Linked DNA regions of Hordeum vulgare: region 2 is linked to region 1. A link is a contact called in public Hi-C data. All regions are on one chromosome and are shown on one strand. The core of a region is the stretch at or near the end of the contact, and the rest is flanking DNA. Distances in the headings are between cores, read along the strand shown. Region 1 holds the start of LOC123426822 (kinetochore protein SPC24 homolog). Region 2 holds the start of LOC123426827 (putative F-box/LRR-repeat protein 23).

Region 1 (3,213 bases), core at 200-2,699:
TCATAGCACTGCTTTGGAGCTGGTGGAATGCCCGCAACAAATTCAGAGTGGATCAGACTCGGATCAACATACAAATGCTGGGCTGGCAGACACGACGTACAACTGAGGAGTATATGGAGTTATTTGGCGGGAGTAAGCAGAGCCAGGAACGAGGGATCACTAGATGGACCAAACCAGCAGAAGGTATTCTGAAAATAAACTCTGACGAGAGCTACAATAGGGACACCTCGACAGGAGGGTGGGGGTTTATTATCAGGGACCATGAAGGCGATGTCGTGGTCTCGGCAGCGGGGCGGCTAAACAATGTCTACGATGCACTACAAGCTGAAGCGGAGGCATGTATCCGTGCTGTCTACAAGGCGCAGGAGTTAGGCATCGGCAATGTGGTGCTGGAAACAGATGCTTCCACGTTGGTCTCGGCGATCAAGACATCAAGATATGATCTGGCTACAAATGGCAGTTTGTTCCAAGAGATTAAAGCTTTTGTTTCTTTAAACTTTATTTTTTTCGACATAGTTCCTTGCCCACGGGCTTGTAATAAGGTTGCAGACGCTCTCGCGATGCATGGGTCGAAGATGGTGCTTGAACCCCAAGCCGTATGGCCGGGTCTTGCTCCTACCTTTGCCCAAGGTCTCGTTGCCGCCGACTCTGGCTGACGTGCTGATTAATGGAATGAAATGTTCCCAGTTCAAAAAAAAAAAAGAAGGACAACACACTCAAATCCTTCACTAATTTCTTTTTTCAGGAGTACGCGCCGGCGTGTGGAGAAGATAAGAGATGAGTGGGCCTGGATTTTTCTATCAGTAGAGAAAAACCTGGGCCACTGATCGGCTATAGAACCGAGAACCTTCCCTTCGCCGCCTAAGATCTGCACTACACTAGAGTACACCGGCCCAGAGGACTCATCTCAAAGGTATGGCGAGCCCAATGGTGGCGGCTCCAATCCGCATCAACAGCCTCAGATACGCCCCTCCTTCCCCAGCACCCAGAGGACGGTTCGTGGCGGCGAGGGTGAGGGCGTCGGAGAAGCTCGGCGTGAGGCTGGAGCGCAACCCGGCCGAGTCCCGCCTCTCGGAGCTCGGCGTCCGCCAGTGGCCCAAGTAAGCCCCGCCCGATCTCTTCCGCTTAGTAGATCTTTCTTTCTTTCCTGTCGGGGCATGGGCATCGACGGTGATGCGATGGCGCCTGGCTGCAGGTGGGGGTGCGAGAAGAGCAAGTTCCCGTGGACCTACTCGGCCAAGGAGACGTGCTACCTGCTGCAGGGGAAGGTGAAGGTGTACCCCAGAGTAGTCCGCCCAAATCGATCAAAAATCCCCGGCACCGTCCTCCCGGAAGCCACCGGCGGCGCCTAAACGCCGGTGTCCCACGGAGCCCAATCCATCTCTCTTCGCCTGTTCGCGGTCCGTTGAAAGCGAAAGAGGCCGTTAGGGTTTTGCCGGCGCCTCTCCGATGGCGGAAGATGCTGGTAGCCGGATTGACATAGCCAACCTCCTTTCCCTCAGCAAGGACCTCGTCGGGGTGCTCCGGGGCAGAAAGGACGTCGAATCCCTCGCGCAGGCCTCCAACTTTGCACGGATGCTGCGCTCCGCCAGCCACTCCAAGTCGGAGAACCTCGAGCGCCAAGTCAAAGGTCCGTTCTCTCCGGCCCTGTTGAGACTTGGATTCATGTCGTGTTTAGAACTCCTCGTGTGGTGAAGTCGATTTGAGTGCTCAAGTTCAGTGTGGGAAATGTAGAGTAATGTATCCGACCCCACTGGCAATTTTCGAGTACCTGTTGTTGAAAATCCTGCTTAAAAGGGCCTGATTTTTTGAAGCAAAAAACAGCATACCTAATTTACTTACCATTCCAACACTTGCATACCAAAGGATTCAACAAACACTTTACATCCATTATTAATTCAAGCACCTGTTATGAGAACAAAATAATAACAGTGGGTTACCTTTAAAATAATCAGAGAAGTGCTGATTTTGAGTGTTTGACAATAAAAGTGGCATGCTTCTTTTGTGCAACAGAGTATCAGGAAAAAATAAACTCCTGCAAGGAAAAGTTAGACAAGGTAAAAGCTGAAACAGTTACTGATGAAGAACTGAATATGGTACAAAATGAGATGGAGGAGAAACTGCAGGGAAAGCAACACCTTCGCCAAGACTTAAGATAACTTCTTATTTCAACATCTGTATCATTATCATCTGAGTTGCTATCTTAAGTTGGATTACTGATACAGCTTATGTTGTCAACACAGCGGTGAGTGATGAAGTTGATGACCTAGACCATCAAAGGACTTCTATAGAAGAAAGGAAGGATGCTGTGAAGAAGAAGGAGAAAGACATGCTGAAGGCACAGTAAGTTCGGATTTGTATGTACATTTTGCTTTCGTAACTGCACACATGCCATCAGCGGGAAACTATTTAAGTGATGGGACTGGCTAGAAAATCTCATCTGGGCTGTATAACTAGCAGCACTATTATGTTCTCCGTCCCAATAGTAAGTTCCATGTAGTGGTCTGTTTGATATTCATCATTATATTAGAACTAGGATTCAAGTTGAAATTGATATTTTCTAGTTCATTACTAAATTATGAATTTGGATAATGCTACTGCTGCCTTATCTTTCCTATGATATTTTGCCATTGCATTTCATTTCACAACTCTTGAAGATTCTCGAGCAAAGTTTGGTGATTTTTCTAAACACCGTTTGAAATTTAGATGAATGTTTCCTCCTAATTCAACATGAGATGATTTTCAGGACTGTTGCTTATATTGGGTTATTGGTTATCCTGTTTCTCAGTTAAATTGACCGACTATATTTTTGTGCAGAAGTATGCTTTCCATGTTTGTGACGGTTACAAAAACAATTCCAAATTTCGAAGATCAGGAGAAGATTTCTGGATGTATCCTTTAATATGCTACTGTTCTGACTTCTTCTTTTTTGTATTCAAGGACATCAGTTTCTACCAATGGACATCAAAATTAACTACTCCCTCCGTCCCATAATATAAGAACGTTTTTGACACTAGTGTACTGTCAAAAACGTTCTTATATTATGGGACGGAGGGAGTACTATTCTGTATTTTTTTTTCTTTGGACTTCACTATTACTTTTATCTTGCAGCAAACAAAACTTGCGTGAAATCCTTAGCTTTTATCAGATACTGTTGACAAGAACATAAAGAAGCTAGATAATTTTGAATTTGAGAAGACAATGTCATCAGTT
Region 2 (3,468 bases), core at 344-2,843, 590 kb after region 1:
TATTTGTATCGTAACTATAAATTCTCAAATTATAAACATTTTTTTATAAATTAAGAGCGTATGTCATGTGGTATTTCTTTCTCCCGTTGCAACGCATGGTCCCTTTTGCTAGTTATAAAAAATAAAGCTAAAAGATGATCCATTATAAACTTTTTTTATCATCTCTAAATTACATGCAAGATTTAAATACAATTATCTTATCAACCATCCCTTTATGTTCTATACATTTTGAGGTGTAGTTGCACACTAGTACACTACACTACCATGAACTGCAATAGATCAGGTCGTGCCAATCGCAGTAATTCTCGTCCTGGGTATTCCACGGGGTCATATCCTGGGGAGAAAACTTGAGATCGTAGTCAATCGTCGAGTCACGGGGGAGCCTCAGCGTGTGGATCCCAGGACACCGTGCTCGGATCGCAGCAGCGCCCATCCCAACGTTGAAGCAGTGGCGGATGTCGAGCGACTCGAGGCGCGTGCACCCGGCAAGGATGGCCGCCAGCCCGTCGTTGCTGAGAGGGTTGGCGAAGAGCTGAAGCGAGCGCAGCCCGCGCATGGTGGCGATGGCCATGGCTTCCTGGTCGATGTTCTTGGTGTACCACTTGCAGAACCCGTCCTTGCTCAGCCGGAAGCGCCTGAGGCGAGGGCAGGCGCTGCCGACGGCCTCGCACGTCCCCGGGTAAACGTCGGTGCAGAGCGACAGCTCCAGCTCCTCCAGCAGGGTGAAGCTCGTGACGGTGAGCCTGAGCCTCCCGTCGACGATCCTGTCGCCGGAGATGATCCGGAGGCTCTTCAGCGAGGGCGCCCTGTGACGAACAGATCGCAGAAGGATTTGGTACGAAATCGAAGCAGACTGGGGAGCTAGCTAGCGTGTTGGGGTGAGCAAGCAAGAATTAAAAGAGAACTCACTCGTCGGCGAGGAGGGAGAGGACACTGTCGTCGGCGGCGCCCTCGCCGCAGAAGGCCTCGCACTGCCCCGCGGCGCGCCTGACGGCGGCGCGCGCCAGCCCGCAGAGGACGGCGCAGGAGTGGCGCCTGGCGCGGGAAGGCTCCGCGGTGTGGAAGGGGCGGCGGTCGGCGTGGGAGCGCACCTCGACGCGGCGCCACAGCTCCGGCTCGTCCCGCGCAGCGCAGCGCCAGGGGCTGCACACCTGGCCGGCCCCCATGAGGACGTCGACGTGGTCCAGCCGGTGGAGCACGGCCAGCAGCGCGTCCCACGGCAGCCCCGCCCAGTCCCTCGCCGCCTCCTCCTCCGAGGGAGGCTCATCGGGGCGGTGGTGGCGGGAGGGCGAGGGCGAGGGCGAGGGCGCGGGCGCGGCCATCGCGTCGTGTCGTGTCGTGTCGAGGCGGACGGGGACGGGGACGGGGCGAGTGGCCTTTGGTTCGGTACGTCGCCGCCTGGAACTAAAAGGAGGGCCGAGTCTCGGCGTTAGCAACACGTTTCTTCCGCAAATCACATCACGAAAGGTGGCCCTGATCTGTTTCATGTGCCTAAAATCATGTGAAATTGCAGCGGCCTTGGCTCAAGAAATTGACACGTTGGTTTATTCATCCTTGACTTTGGTGTATGTAGTGGAGAAGTGTGGTGGTAGGTAGCTAGCTAAGCTACGTCGTTGTGGCCGAGGTGTGCACGCAACGGCAACCTCATCAGGGTTGTTGTGGCTTAATCTTATTATTATCACTTTCCTTAACCAGTAAAAACAAAACTGATTCCATGATAACATCAACAATATTACTGCTTCAAAGATACTGTATTTACTACTATTCGCCAAAAAAAAAAATTACTACTAGACATTTAGTCGGAAAACTGTCTACAGCAACACTTTGTGCAGCGAAGGGAAGGGTGAAGAACATCCAAAGGAACTATGGAGTACCAAATTCATACGTAATACTGAAGGATCCTTTACATCATTCCAGATTTTCTACAACTTGGTACACGCGGGATGCACCCGAAAGAATTATCATATGAACAACAGTGTCCAGGTCAAGGCAGCACCACTCTACCAATCATCAAAACTTGCTCCACCAGGAGAAATAAAATCTTTTAAATTCAAGCAGCCTAAGAACATCTAATCAAGAGAATGTCGCGGATCATACATCCCTGAAGCAAAGACGTATCACGGCTTGAATGGCGCGAATACTACCACGGAATTGTGCCCTCCAAATCCGAATGAGTTAGAAATACCTGCATTTACAAGATACCAAACACGCGTAAAGATAGAGATGCTGGGGGTGATAATTGTATGCACTTGTGAATGGATGGTAGATTCTATGTGAGCTATTCTGCTGAGCATTTGGCTACCGTTCATTATGCACCACTTTTAAGAGAGAAGGGGGATGGGGCTGGGGGAGGCGCTGTTCAGGGATGGAGGAACTCACCAACATTCACTTCATGCTGCTTCTTTTCGTTAGCTACTGTATCAAAATCAACTTCAGGCTCCGGGTTCTGCAGAAGAGAAATAACTCAAAACATGAGAAACTCTGACGGTATGTGTGACAACGAGATTCAGACATGGTAATGACTAGCTTACAAATTGGTTAATGGTAGGATGCACCCATCCTGTAGTTATGGACTTGATAGTGGCAATAGCTTCTAGCCCACCCGCCGCACCCAGGCAATGGCCTATCATGGACTGCCGCAAGGAAGTGACAATAGATAATCAGATAGGAGAACAACTAGGAAATGACATGGAAGCAAGCGAGCGAACCTTTGTAGAATTGATCTTAATCTCAGATGGATTCTTGAAGACTTGTTTGATGGCTCTTACTTCAGCCAAGTCACCAGCAAGTGTCGAAGTTGCGTGTGCATTGATGTAGTTCACCTAAAAATACATCAAATGGAATCAAAATCTGCTGACTGATACTCTGCATTACGAATCAAACAAGAATTGAGAAAAAAGTATGAACCAAAACTGCAGCTAAGCAGGGGAACACTAAGCTTATAAACAAATTAATAAATATTCTAATAATGTGACAGTACCGTTCTTTTTTTTTGGGGGGGGGGGGGGGGTGTATTTCACTTAACAGAAAAGAATCTTGCCGACAGGCCCCCCAGATGAAAATTTGAACATAAATATCGGTCACGCCAATATTTTAACTTCGGAAGTTCGGATATTAGATGACATGCTAGGAAGGAAAAATAACTGCAGATGTACAAAAAATGGTTGGGAAGTTGATACAAGATATACCTCCTCTGGTGCAACACCTGCATCTCTGAGACTCATTGTGATACAAGATGATACACCCAGTCCATCTGCTCTAGGATCAGTCATATGGTAAGCATCACAGTTGACCGCACCTCCCAAGTATTCAGCTATTATCGGTGCATCGCGCTTCATTGCGTGCTCCAGGCTCTCCATAACCTATTATTGAACAAGAGTTTCACCGTCTAAGCATTACATGTCGCTAATAGCAATAGGATCTAACTGATGACTGAAGTTCATGGTGTCAAACTGAGAATAAATATAA

What was found. Hi-C and Micro-C count contacts between places; a contact is called where the count stands out from the background.
Region 2: a contact with region 1 is called in a Hi-C map of seedling, with 5 times the contacts expected there. The contact joins the promoter of LOC123426827 here to the promoter of LOC123426822 in region 1. A contact is called at or near these places in 2 of 6 Hi-C or Micro-C datasets (leaf and seedling) and 1 of 1 datasets of contacts at active chromatin or transcription factors (embryo).

Annotation. Positions count from the first base shown.
Region 1 is chr2H:495,914,569-495,917,781 of MorexV3_pseudomolecules_assembly, forward strand. It overlaps LOC123426822 (kinetochore protein SPC24 homolog), which reads left to right and starts at 1,450. Exons shown (of 5, transcript XM_045110720.1): 1 at 1,450-1,630; 2 at 2,014-2,155; 3 at 2,242-2,343; 4 at 2,818-2,891; 5 at 3,149-3,213. The coding sequence starts at 1,450. LOC123426823 reads left to right here and starts at 828. Exons shown (of 2, transcript XM_045110721.1): 1 at 828-1,100; 2 at 1,196-1,621. The coding sequence starts at 916. The coding sequence ends at 1,352.
Region 2 is chr2H:496,507,007-496,510,474 of MorexV3_pseudomolecules_assembly, forward strand. It overlaps LOC123426827 (putative F-box/LRR-repeat protein 23), which reads right to left and starts at 1,594. Exons shown (of 2, transcript XM_045110724.1): 1 at 910-1,594; 2 at 123-806. The coding sequence starts at 1,487. The coding sequence ends at 260. LOC123426826 (3-oxoacyl-[acyl-carrier-protein] synthase I, chloroplastic) reads right to left here. Exons shown (of 7, transcript XM_045110723.1): 3 at 3,189-3,362; 4 at 2,709-2,822; 5 at 2,532-2,633; 6 at 2,380-2,446; 7 at 1,854-2,185. The coding sequence ends at 2,118.